Linked DNA regions of Mus musculus: region 2 is linked to region 1. Evidence: chromatin contacts called from public Micro-C data. All regions are on one chromosome and are shown on one strand. Each heading gives the region's core, a stretch centred on a gene start, on an enhancer-like site or on the middle of the called end of the contact. The rest is flanking DNA. Distances are from core to core; before and after follow the strand shown. Region 1 overlaps Rere (arginine glutamic acid dipeptide (RE) repeats). Region 2 overlaps Rere (arginine glutamic acid dipeptide (RE) repeats).

Region 1 (6,297 bases), core at 2,138-4,637:
TAACGGGAAAAGAGAAAACAAAGGCCCGTGGCTGAAGCTAAACAGCCTGTTTTGTTTTGTTTTTTAAAGTTAATTTGACAGCCAGTGAGATGATTCAGCAGCAGTTAGAAGCACTCAGTATAAGACATGATGACCTGAGTTCACTCTGCAGGATTCACTTGGGAGGACAGCACTGACTCCCACAAGTTGTCTTTTGGCACACCATATTGTGCCATGGCACAAGTAGATGCATATATGCACGGCAAAAAATCCAGTTAGTTTTCAACAGAGATAACCTGTATACATGCTAAAATTACTAAAAGGTAGCCAGACATAAGTATCCTATTCTAGGGGCTCTACTTGCCCATATTATCCCTCCCTCCCTCCCTTCTTCCCTCCCTCCCTTCTTTCTTTTTCTTAAGCTTTATTTATTTATTGTATATGAGTGTGCCATTGCTCTCCTCAGGCACACCAGAAGAGGACATCAGATCCCATTACAGATGGTTGTGAGCCACCATGTGGCTGCTGGGAATTGAACTCAGGACCTCTGGAAGAGCAGTCAGTGCTCTTCTTTAACCACTGAGCCATCTCTCCAGCCCTAGATATCAGATTTTTGTAGTTATTTTGTGTATGTGCAAAAAATATTTTTAGAGGGACAGGAGAGCTGGGTTAGCCATTAAGAGCACTCGCTGCTCTTGCAGAGAGGACCTGGACTCAGTTTCCAGCACTCATATCGGGTGACTCACAGTCAACCTATAACTCCAATTCCAGGGGATCTGGCATCGTCTTCTGGCCTCTGGGCTTTCCACATAGATGGTATATATAAACACACATACACATATTCAGGCAAACACTCATACATAAAATGAAATATATTTAAAAATACTTTTAGAATAAGTTGCCATGAGTGATATTGTTGGGGAGGCAGCCGATGAGTGTACTTGTTATTTTGATCATTGTTACCCAGGTTTCCTCCACAAGGCTCTGTGCATGGTGTGTGCCTTTGGGCACGGTGTGTGCCTCTGTGGAAGTCTGCTTTTCTAACATGATCTCATCTGGCAACTTTGCCAACCTGAACAGCACCGTCTCTGTTGGCTTATGTTTTATTTATGTTTTCTCAGGGTTTCACTTTTAAAAGGCTTTATTTTACTGAGGTGGGGGTGGGGTGGGGGTGGGGTGGGGTTGATATCAAGGCTATGTAGCTTCCTGTGGATGTCAGAAGAGGGCGTCAGAATAACTTTGGAATTGAGTGTGAATTATAAATAGAGCTTTACTTTTTCTCAGGACTTCCTGATAATCTTGACAGCATGTACTAAGTAGTTGAGCTATCTTTATCATGCATGCGTTTATCATTAGAATTCATTTCCCCAGTCCTTTATCTGACTAACACCAATTTACACAAAGGTTGCAAGTCCAATACAAAGACCACTTACCTTCTTAATTATTTGAGGAAAAGTTGCCACATGATGCCTTATGATTCTCAAGTTACAAGGGGTTTTCCCCACATGCACAAATAAAAATACCTTGTTACAGAATGTGCAAATCAGGAGTTTTCCCAGTCATCACTGATGCATCATTGCTGGGTAATCTTTGGTGTTCATACACGTCCCCTCAGTTCTGTATCTTTGTAGAGAAACGGTTTTCTTCCTCTTCCTTGAACATTCTTTTTCCAATTGTCATGACTCTGGGGCTTTTGAAGGCTACTCTTTTTTCTCAGTTTTCTGTGCATGTTGCTGCCTCCTCCTCCTCCTCTTCCTCCTCTTCCTCCTCTTCCTCCTCCTCCTCCTCCTCCTCCTCCTCCTCCGTCTCACTTTGTCTTTCCAGTGTGGTCTTGTCTTTCCTTTGACCACTCACTGCGTCCCCTGGGCCTGTCTCTCTTCGTTCTTTGCAGACTGGCACTGCTCACTTGGAACAGCATCTGCTAGGAGAATTGCGTGCTTGCTTGTGTATCTTTGTGAAGTTCATCCATGTTGTATGTTGATTTTCTTTCCTTGTTGTATCATAAGGATACGATACAATTTGTCCTAATTCTACTGATGATGGGTATTTAGACAATTGCAAAGATTCCAGCATATCTTCTGCAGTGGGCGTTCAGATCAGTGACAATACAGGCTGTTGGAGAGTAGTCGCGGAGTATTGAATAGTAGCTTCATTTGACTACTTGTCATTTGCAAAGTGTCATATTTTTTTTCTTTCTTCCTTTCTGTTTTGTTTTGTTTTTCAAGACAGGCTTTCTCTGTGTAACAGACCCTGGCTGTCCTGGAACTCCCTTTGTAGACCAGGCTGGCCTCGAACTCACGAGATCACCCTGCTTCTGCCTCCCGTGTGCTTTGATTAAAGGTGTGTGCAGCCAAGTGTCATATTTCTTTCTAACAGCTGCTCAAATGCACGTTCTTTTCATGTTCATATGGGATACTTACCACAATGACTGTGTTAGGTCATAGTTTCCAGGATGAATGGAATCTTTGAGAGGTTTCTTGAACAAGCTGAGCCTCAGCTGAGCAAACAAGGCGAGACAGCTGTATTTGGGGTTCTGATTCAGTCTTCTTATAGGTAGAGAGTTTTGTGTGACAGGTATATCCAGCCCTTGGCATTTGGCTATGATATTGCCATCTACAGAGTTCTTGCTTGAAACCTATGCAATTGAGTTACAAAAAAGAAATGAAGAGGAAACAATCTCATATTTAAATCATTTATGATCTCGTTCTTGGCTGCAGGGCCGAGGCATCAGTTTAAATGCTTGGTCGTTATGGTTACTTCCATCCCCCTCCCCCCCCCACCTATGAAGCAGCCAAAGCTGTCTTTCTAGCTTTTTCTTCCAGCCTCAGAAACTTTTGAGAAGACTACTAATTTTAAGGAATATAATAGCCAAAGAAATTAAACAGCAATGTAAATAAGTGTTGTTTGCCTGGCGTCCTGTGCTTACTAAATGGCAGGTTTCATTGCTCCTGACTTTTTTCTTTGGTCCCCCTGCACTTAGTGATTATCTATCTGACTTAGGGCCCAGGAGTGGGCCTGCTGCTCCTGTGGAAAGCAAGCTTTACAGGCTCTCTGGACGTCCCCATCCCCGGCTGCTGTCACTGACCTTTTCTAGAACACTCAGTCCCTAGCAGGCGCTCGTTAAATACTGATTGTATGGTTTGATGAAAGAATGCCTTAAAATGAATTAGCACTTATTTTTGCCAGTTGTTTTCACTTATTTCTGTAAGTAATCTTCTCTGGAAGTTTCTAGAGACATCTTTACCTGACAGTTGGTTTGACCTTCACCTGGAATTTGGTTTGTCTGAAGTTGTTCCTGGTGGAGATGGCTGCACAGCAGCTCCATAGAATGGTGTGTCCTATAAATGGGAAGTGTGTGGGAGAGCGGAGGATCAGGGCATCACTTTCTAGTAATCTTGAAGGCCAGCTGTCTCAGCATGGCCGTGGTGGCTCTGAGTTGTGGCTTTGTGGTAATGGAAGTGGCCCCCATCTTATGTCTGGGCTGATAACACAAATTCGGTGCATGACTCAAACTTATTCAGCATTACAAGTAATTTTAGTTTATGTAAATTATATCTCAATAATTAAAGAATAGCCTAAAATTAAAACTGGTTTTTCAAAAATGAGGACAGTGATTTCAAAGAAAAAAATCATTCTAAGACATTAGTGCTGGAACATGATGAAGTTTTTTGACAAAAATCCCTATTTTAAAATGTTTGTGACACTTCGATTTCTCCATTGCCATCCCCACCCCCACACTTAAAAAAAAGAAAAGAAAAGAACTGAACGTTTTCCCAGCTCTGCTTACACTTGAGTGAATACACTAATCGATTACCCAGGGATTAACAAAGCCTTCTCATTTCCTGCTTCCATTTCTCCTCTGCAGCAGCCAGTGGCCCTTTGTTGTCCTACATGTGGAGTGAGATAAGCTTCCAGGGCATGTTTGTATTAGAAAAATGGTGTAGATGGAAAAGTTATATAAATAGACCAACAGGTATTAGAGGTTACAGTCTTTGTTTTCATTTGAGTAAGTAGGAAAAAGAAATATAATTAAGACATCTAAAACAAGAAAAACTAATTTACATAAAATGGGAAATGTAATGTTTCAGTGTTTCTACTGATTTTCTCATTTCTTAACCAGCTATTTGAATTATTTATGACCAGTTAGGAGTGTTAGCTGTAATTAGATTTCTGTTATTATGTGGGCAAACTTTAACTTAAAGCAGTGGCTTCTAACCCTGCAAGTCTTAAATGCAAATGTTTGCTCTGAAAGTTATTTTCCCATGTTAACCAGGCCTACTATCCTGAAGCACAATTCAGAAAGCAGCAGAACAGGAGGCTCAGCTCTTGGAACCGGGCAATGTTGCCAGGCTCCTTTAAAGTCGATGTGACTGGTGGCAGGGGGCCAAATGTTCCAGCTCCAGAAGAAAGTGAAATTAAAAGTACTGTTCATTTTCTGAATTTGGTTTGTTGAAAGTATAGTCTTGCTGACCGCGGTGGCACACACCTTTAATCTCAAGGATCAGGAGGTAGAGCCAAGTGGATCCCTGTGAGTTTGAGGCCAGGGAGTTTCAGGACAGCCAAAGTTAGTTATATAGTGAGAACCTGTCTCTAAACAAAACCAGGGCTGGGAAGATTGCTCAGTAGTTAAGCACACCTTGCTCTCCCAGACCTAAATTCAGTTCCCAGCACCATAGCAGGTGGCTCCCACTTATCTGTCATTCCAGTTACAAAGGCATCTGATTCCCTTGGCCTCTGTTAATTTAAAAATTAACCCTGGGGACCGGAGAGATGACTCAATGGCTTCCAGAGTACCTGGGTTCAAATCCCAGCACCCACATGGCAGCTCAGAACTGTCTGTAACTCCAGAATATGATAGTCCCACACAGACATACATGCAGGCAAAACACCAACACACATTGAAAGAGAGAAGGAAGGAAGAAAGTAAAGAAAAGAGGAGAGGGAGGAGAGGAAAGAGAGGGAGAAGAGAGGAAGAAATTGGGGGGAGGGCCTCAGTAATTTTTAAGATTTTACTCAATGCCTGGGTATGGTGGCACTTTTAATTTCAGCATTCAGGAGGCAGAGGGAGGTGGATCTCTGTGATTTTGAGGCCAGCATGCCTGGTCTACATAGTGAGCTCCAGGCCAGCCAGAGAACCTGTATCAGAAAGACTGATTCCCTGGGATTAAGAAACTTGAGGACATAAAACAGTGTTGACCAATACAAATCTTCAGAATATTTTGCCATCAAACTTAAGAGTAGTCTCTGAGATACATCTTTAGCCGTGAGTTGGTCATTTTAGTTTTTAAAATCATGTGACCCTGTGATCATGAGATGTCAGACTCAGCTTGTATACCTTCTAGTGTTTCCATGCCCTGCGGTCAAGGTGTCTTCACTGTTCTATTGTTGTAAAGAGACACCATGACTACTTTATGTAAGAGAACATTTACTCACAGTTTCAGAGGGTTGTCCACGGCGATAGCAGGCACGGCACTGGACAGTAGCTGAGGGGGTGCTGTGTACTGTATCAGAGGGGGGCAGAGGCTAGACCCAACCCCAGTGACACACCTCCAAGAAGGCCACACCTACTAACCCTTCCTAAACCATCCACCCACTGGGAACCGGACCTTCCAATGTCTGAGCCTGTGTGTCCATTCTCAGGCAGAACCCCAACTCTCCACCTCTGCTTTACACCCCGTAGCTGGTGTTAGGGAGTCCTGTGACTTCCCTCTTTGTTCCTCTACTTGGGTGTCACCATTACTGTCAACTGCCGCTCAGTTATTAATAAGATGGCAAATTTAAACTTGTTAAAGCTTGAGTTTTGATAAAAGAAGTTCTTAAAATAGTCAAGCTTTGGTGGAAACTTAGGGAAACCAAGCAGCTTCCTACTAAGTTGATTGTGAACAAAACATTTTCTCTCCCTGTAATGGGAGAGATTCTATGGATCAAATAGAAAATTTGTGATTATGTTTATCTGGTATGACTGTAGCTCCTGGAGTAAACATAATATTTATATGGGAATTACTTTTTAGTTGCTTATCCTGTAAAATTGAGCCTCACAGCCCAAAGTTTGGACTTTTTCAAAGCCTGTGTTTAATTTAGTACATTAGTCAGTATCTTCCAGAGAGACAGAACCAATAAGAAGTGGGTAGGGCAGGGTGTGGTAGGGATGGCTCCCACCATTATGGAAGTAATGAGGTTTTACCTTGGGCCCCCTGCACACTGGAGACCTGGGGAAGCGAGTAGCATAGCTCAGCGGCTCTGGGGACTTGAGAGTCAGAAGCTGTAGATGCTGTGGAGCTGAGGTCACCACCCTCTCAGCTCCAGGATTGGCCTTTG
Region 2 (6,297 bases), core at 2,470-4,969, 95 kb after region 1:
TAACAGTGAAGTTGGGGGTAACTGTGACTTCCAAGATTGGGAAGGAATCTTACAGAAGCTGTGGGCGATGGTTTCCTGTGGACCGAGATAGGACTGAGGAAAGTGTCTGAACTTAAAATGGGACTCTATGGTAGGATTCCCTTGTCACCATGGTTTCGTTTTCTTTGAAGCTTCCTCAGTATAGTATATTTTATCAAAAAGTCTGAAAGGCCTAAGATAAACAAAAAAAGACAAAGAGGAGCCTAATGTGTGGATGATTCGCTTCCTTCTGTGAAAGGAAGCAAATCTCTCTCCTTTTTTAAGCCCAGAGAGAATTTTTTTTTTTTCTGCTCTTAGCAGATTAGATCTTTTTTTTTTTTTTTTTCTTTTTGAGACAGGGTTTCTCTGTGTAGCCCTGGCCGTCCTGGAACTCACTTTGTAGACCAGGCTGGCCTCGAACTCAGAAATCCGCCTGCCCTGCCTCCCAAGTGCTGGGATTAAAGGCGTGCGCCACCACGCCCGGCTAGCAGATTAGATCTTAGTGCATGAGCCACAATGTCCGACTGCCTGCCCTCTGAGCACCCTGTGAGACTGGTGTCCTGTTCATCTTTGGTCTGTGATTTCCTCCAGAGTAAGAAACTTGTCTCACCACTCAGTTGTCTCCTTTCTGACTCATGGAGCCAGCCTCTCGGGGTGTGTGACTGCTTAAAGCACAAAAAGCAAAAGTCAAATAGCCTTGATTTCTGGGAGTCAGTGCCTTGGACTCCTTTCTCTCAGGACAGGGACTAATTCGACAGTTCGGCTCTAAGTACCTAGGAAGGAAATGCCACTGAACTGACAGTTACTAAATGGCTGTCAGGACAAGGTTTCTGGCAGACATGACAACCTCAACAGAAGGGGGTGATACTGTAAGGACAGAAGTCAGAATGTGGGAAGGTCCCCTGAGGCCAGCACAGAGGAAGATGCAATGCTGGGACTAGCTCTGGAGCCCTCACTGGCTCTACAGAGTTAATCCAGAGTGTGCTGAGTCTAGTTGATACGGACAGTGCTTGCTTGGTACTCCAGAGAATTTCCATGTCTCTCTTCAGTTGGTACAAAGTAAAACAAAACTTAAAAAAAAAAATTGTCCCAACCCCCACCAGGCATGGTAGCACTACTGTAATCACCAGCATTTAGAAACCAGAGCCAGGTGACCTAGGCCAGCACGCTATCTCAAAAGAACACAGTGCAGAAGCTGCATGTGAAGCATCTAGAAGAAGGTCCCTGCAACCATTCACACTGACCATTTTAGTCTCTCATGCAGCCCAGGCTGGAGGTTTCGAACTCTGTTCCTCCTGTCTCACCCTCCAGTGTAACCAATACTTCTTGTGTGCTAGACAACACTCCACTCGCTGAGCCATATCACTAGCCATCTGGCAGTTGTCGTTGTGTGTCTTGTTTGTTTGCTTTGTGTGTTTTTGTGTGTATGTGGTTTTTTTTTTTTATCATGAGGATGTCATTTCCAATGTACAAATGTTGACATTTAAAATAAAATGGGTGTCTAGAGAACTCCTCGGTGGTTAAGAGTACTTAATGTCTTACAGGGGACCCTGGTTTAGTTCCCAGCACCAAATGGTGGCTCACAATGTCTGTTAGCTCCAGTCTAGGAGTTCCTATGCTCTCTATGCCTCCAGAAGTCCCAGGAACATGGTGCGCAGACATAAGGCAAACTAAAACTCATCCATCATACACATTCCCAAGTGCGTGTCATCGCTGCCTGGTGAATGCGGTGGACTTTCTAAAAATTAGCTCTTAGATGAACATTAGCATGAGGTGATGTTCTGCTCATTCCCGTTTGTCAGTTATTTGTAGATGTCAGTGCCAGGAAGCCATGCTTACGTGAATAAACAGATGGAAATTAAGGGTTGCCAGCACCACTGATTTACCTGAGTTCCTTCCATAATAATGCCCAAAGTATGATCTGTTGTTGGGTTCTGTTTTCAGTTGCCTAACAAATGGTATTTCATCAAAACTTCAATTAGGTTGAAAACAGAATTAAAAAGTATCTAAAGCCGGGTGTGGTGGCACACGCACACCTTTAATCCCAGCACTCGGGAGGCAGAGGCAAGTGGATTTCTGAGTTCGAGGCCAGCCTGGTCTACAGAGTGAGTTCCAGGACAGCCAGGGCTACACAGAGAAACCCTGTCCCAGAAAACAACAACAACAACAAAAAGTATCCAACTTAGCCCTGGGGCCTTGAATTGTGCTCTATGCAGTGCCCTGAGAGCACCAAAGCTTCCTCCTAAGAGAAGAGGGGAGGGAAGAAAGCCGGAGGTGGTGAAGCACACTCTAATCTCAGGAGCAGAGGCCAGTGGATCTCTAGGAGTTCAAGCCAGATTGAGTTCCAGGAAAGCCAAGGCTACACAGAGAAACCCTGTCTCAATAATAAAAACAGACAACAACAGAAACAAATAAATAGAGATGAGAAGGAAAGGTAGATACCGGCCCTCTCTGACAGATGAATCCTACGAAAGCTGAGGGTTTGGAAATGGATTCCCTAAGAACTATTTGAATCATCAGTCTGGTCCCCAGGAGAGTCCTGGAGACCTGGTAGGATATGGGTTGGTAGTATAAAGAGAGGGTCATCCTGGGCGCCCAAGCATGAACTGGCTGACATTGCTTTGATAGAATACTTCTGCCCTTGTACTCTGAAGCCCATGTTGTGAGCTCACACTGAAAAAAAATGCACACCACCACCTCTTCCCTATAGCAGACCCTCAGGTAGTTTTGCTCTTTATTGTTAATGTAGCACACACACCACTCCAGCACACCTTTTAAAATGTTCAGGTGCCGGGCGTGGTGGCGCACGCCTTTAATCCCAGTACTTAGGAGGCAGAGGCAGGCAGATTTCTGAGTTTGAGGCCAGCTTGGTCTACAAAGTGAGTTCCAGGACACCCAAGGCTACACAGAGAAACCCTGTCTAGAAAAATCAAAAAAGAAAAAAAAGGAAAAAATGTTTAGGTGGAGCTGGAGAAATGTCTTGCTGGTAAGACTTGGCCACTCTCAAGAGGCCCTGGCTTCAGTTCCCAGTACCCACATTGCTGTGGACAGGAGCCTGTAAGTCTAGTTCTAAGGTATATGACACCATCTTCTGGCCTTCTCAGGGACTGCACAAATGCAGTGCACTACATACATGCAGGCAAACACTTAATATACATAAAAATAAACTTTAAAAATGTTTTAGTGATGGAATTTCATTATCACTGGCTCCCTCTGAAGTCCCATGTATTTAGGCAAACACAAACTGTTTTTTAGGAGACTTAGGTTGGCCAGAATGACAAAGTATCTATGGCATAAAACAGATTAAGAATTGCCCCTTGTTTCTGGAACATTCAAGATGTCAGGTTCAATGCCATGGCCTCAGAGTTGGTACTTATTATACCTGTGGGCGCCGTGTGTGCTGGCTTAGGACACAGACCCTAGGGGCTGCGCATGCTTCCTTAGACTCTTGTGTCTCAAACTGGTCAAATCAACATTATCCTAAGAATAGAATGCATTCTGATAATCCAGGTCACAGTTAAGCATTTGGGAGTCCAGTTGGAACCACCAGCACGTGTGGCTTCCAGGAGGTCCTTGATCAACCCTGAAGAGGAAGGACACTCTTGTTGTCTCTAAGCCACAGTGAACAGTTGAAGAGTTTCTTGGTTTTTATCAAGCAGTTGTGACTTCCCCTGTAACGTAGTTGTCTGGGTTGTTCCTTTAACGTCCTCCTCCATCAGTCGCTGTTCTCCTTCCGGTGCTTCTCTGGCTGCTGATTTCCTCTGCGCACCAGGTCCCCTGACTTGAAATGACAAGGCCGCATTTAGCTCAGGTTTCTCAAACGCTGCGACTTCATCTCGTTTACAGTATCACATTTCTGTTGCAGTACACTGTGTGATCTGGGCCTCCCCACAGCATTTTAACAATTGGTAATTGGGCAGGAAGTATGTTTTTATTACAGGGGCCTTTTGATTTTGATTTTACAGTCATGTCGTGTTTAGCAGAGAGCAGGAGGTGGGCAAGTAGTGCTCTGAAACACATTTGTGACAGAGAGAAGTCTGTTGTTTCAGCCACTTGGCTATCTGTCAGCTCTTCTCAGACTTCCCCCTTGTGCTGGTTGCCTGGCAACCTGGGGCTGGAGCAATCAAACCGTGGCCAGTGCTTTTCCAAGCCCAGATTGGGAGATGATTTATTGGTGAAACTGTAAGCACCGTAAACCAAGCCTTAGAAATGGATCTCTCTTCCCCTCCCCCTCTCGGTTTATAGGAACGACGTTGCGAAAAGATAAAAGAAGGAAGTTAATTGGAGGATTTTTATCACACATACACACAGAAAAGAATAAAATTAGGTCCTTGTTGTGTCCACATATTGTTATTGGAACTTCTTCCTTTATTGCTTTCTTTTTTTTCTCTCTCCTTTTTTTTTTTTTTTTCCTTCGAGACAGGGTTTCTCTGTGTAGCCCTGGCTGTCCTGGAACTCACTCTGTAGACCAGGCTGGCCTGGAACTCAGAAATCTGCCTGCCTCTGCCTCCCAAGTGCTGGGTTTAAAGGTGTGCACCACCACTGCCCAGCTGGTGGGTCTCTTTCAAGCGTGTGCACAGTATGTGTCTGTGTGAGCACAGTATGTGTCTGTGTGAGCACAATATGTGTCTGTGTGAGCACAATATGTGTCTGTGTGAGCACAATATGTGTCTGTGTGAGCCTATTATAGAAGACAGGGCTTCTGATTGTTCTTTCTGAACACGCCCAGGCTCCCCACTTTCTGCTTCTGCCCATGCTGCCTTTTCTCCCATCCCCCACATTACCTCCACTTTTCTTTTTTGAGATAATCTTTCAGTGTAGCTAGCCTAGCCTTGAACAGCTGTCTTGCCTTCACCAGCAAAATGCCAGAAGTAATGGGTGCCCCCTGCTCCTAACTAAAGTCACTCTAGCAAGATGGATTTTCCTGCCAAAATGAAACTCCACAGCTCTTATGACAGTATCTCCTTCCTAACCTCAGATACCTTCTCCAACAAACAAGTGCAGGGAACCATGTTCTGCATCAGAAGGGAGGAGGGGGCAGAAAAGTCTCAGCTTGCAGCTCAGTGTGTCCAACTGTGAATGCAAATGCATTAGTAGTGTGTTTGTATCCCTTTTAAGCAGATAGAGCTGATCTGTTTGTGTGTGTGATTTACACACAGCTGTGTTCATGTTCCCTCAGTATCAATATTTTTAGCAAAAGTGAGGTATCATGGGAGCACTGTTGTTCTGAACAGAAACCAGCAGGGCAGCCTTGTGATTGGCTCATACCAGCTTTCTATCTAGAAGCCTCCCTTTAGGGACTTGCCTGAGTGTGATAGCCATCATTCACGGGGGCAGAGTGAGCAAACACAGTGCCTGTGGTGGGTAGGAGACAGTGACTGCTGGTTGACAGGAAGCTTACTGGTGACTGAGGTCTGCCTTTGATGGAAGTGCTTCTTAGCTCCACTGGACTGCATTTCTTAAAAAGACATTGACTTTCCTTCCCTTTGGGCTCATAATCTTGTTTTGTTTTGTTTTTAAAGATTTATTTATTTATTTATTATATGTAAGTACACTGTACCTGTCTTCAGACACTCCAGAAGAGGGAGTCAAATCTCGTTACGGATGGTTGTGGGCCACCATGTGGTTGCTGGGATTTGAACTCCGGACCTTTGGAAGAGCAGTCGGGTGCTCTTACCCACTGAGCCATCTCACCAGCCCTCATAATCTTGTTTTATGGGTTTTTTTTCTTCTTTGAGTAGGATCTCACTACGTAGCCCTGGATGGTCTGGAATGTACCATGTACACCAGACAGACTGGCTTTGAACTTACAGAGATCAGCCTGCCTCTGCCTCTCCAGTTCTGGGGCTAAAGATGTGAACTACCATGCCCAGCTGGTTTTCTTTGCTTTGGTCGGTGATATCTTAGCTGAACTCAGTGAGGAACTCAGGCTAATATCATATAAAGGGAAAATAAAGTCCCTACCAGGGATTACAGTGAGCCTGTGGTGCCTTTTCCTGATCTGGGAAGTCAGGAGACGTCTCAGTGGCTTACAGATATAGTGTATTTGATTTGAGATCATATGTCTGTATGAATATGGGTCGTTGTTGCCCAGAGCTGTGCTAGTACAGTTATATAGCTCCACAAAGGTGACCATTTGGTGCTTGGGCGTCTTGTTATTGTAAGCCACTGGTATATACACACACACACACACACACACACACACAGAATATATAAACAGTATATATGTGTATGCAATATAAATATATATATATACTTACATAAATATAATTTTATAAT

Evidence for each region. Hi-C and Micro-C count contacts between places; a contact is called where the count stands out from the background.
Region 2: a Micro-C map of the G1E-ER4 cell line shows a contact between it and region 1, with 2.2 times the contacts expected there. The contact joins two enhancer-like sites. A contact is called at or near these places in 3 of 39 promoter capture datasets (the 3T3-L1 cell line, 3T3-L1-derived adipocytes and embryonic stem cells), 17 of 484 Hi-C or Micro-C datasets (the Ba/F3 cell line, the C10 cell line, the G1E-ER4 cell line and 10 more), 9 of 115 datasets of contacts at active chromatin or transcription factors (bone marrow-derived macrophages, embryonic midbrain, embryonic stem cells and 3 more) and 2 of 9 other capture datasets (adipose tissue and pancreatic islet).

Annotation. Positions count from the first base shown.
Region 1 is chr4:150,458,209-150,464,505 of GRCm38.p6, forward strand. All of the region lies in intron 4 of Rere (arginine glutamic acid dipeptide (RE) repeats), which reads left to right. It overlaps Gm52709 (a long non-coding RNA gene), which reads right to left. Exons shown (of 2, transcript XR_003955312.1): 1 at 5,413-6,297; 2 at 1-2,614. Among named protein-coding and RNA genes, the nearest start is that of Gm52709, 6.1 kb to the right of the region's middle. Within about 2 kb of position 3,388, at least 56 of the 459 cell types and tissues checked have an H3K27ac peak or open chromatin away from gene starts, as enhancers often do. A contact at or near this core is called in the Ba/F3 cell line, the G1E-ER4 cell line, the HPC-7 cell line and 2 more, where this site is marked.
Region 2 is chr4:150,552,877-150,559,173 of GRCm38.p6, forward strand. The region is part of intron 11 of Rere (arginine glutamic acid dipeptide (RE) repeats); the gene reads left to right. Among named protein-coding and RNA genes, the nearest start is that of Gm52709, 89 kb to the left of the region's middle. Within about 2 kb of position 3,720, at least 225 of the 459 cell types and tissues checked have an H3K27ac peak or open chromatin away from gene starts, as enhancers often do. A contact at or near this core is called in the Ba/F3 cell line, the G1E-ER4 cell line, the HPC-7 cell line and 2 more, where this site is marked.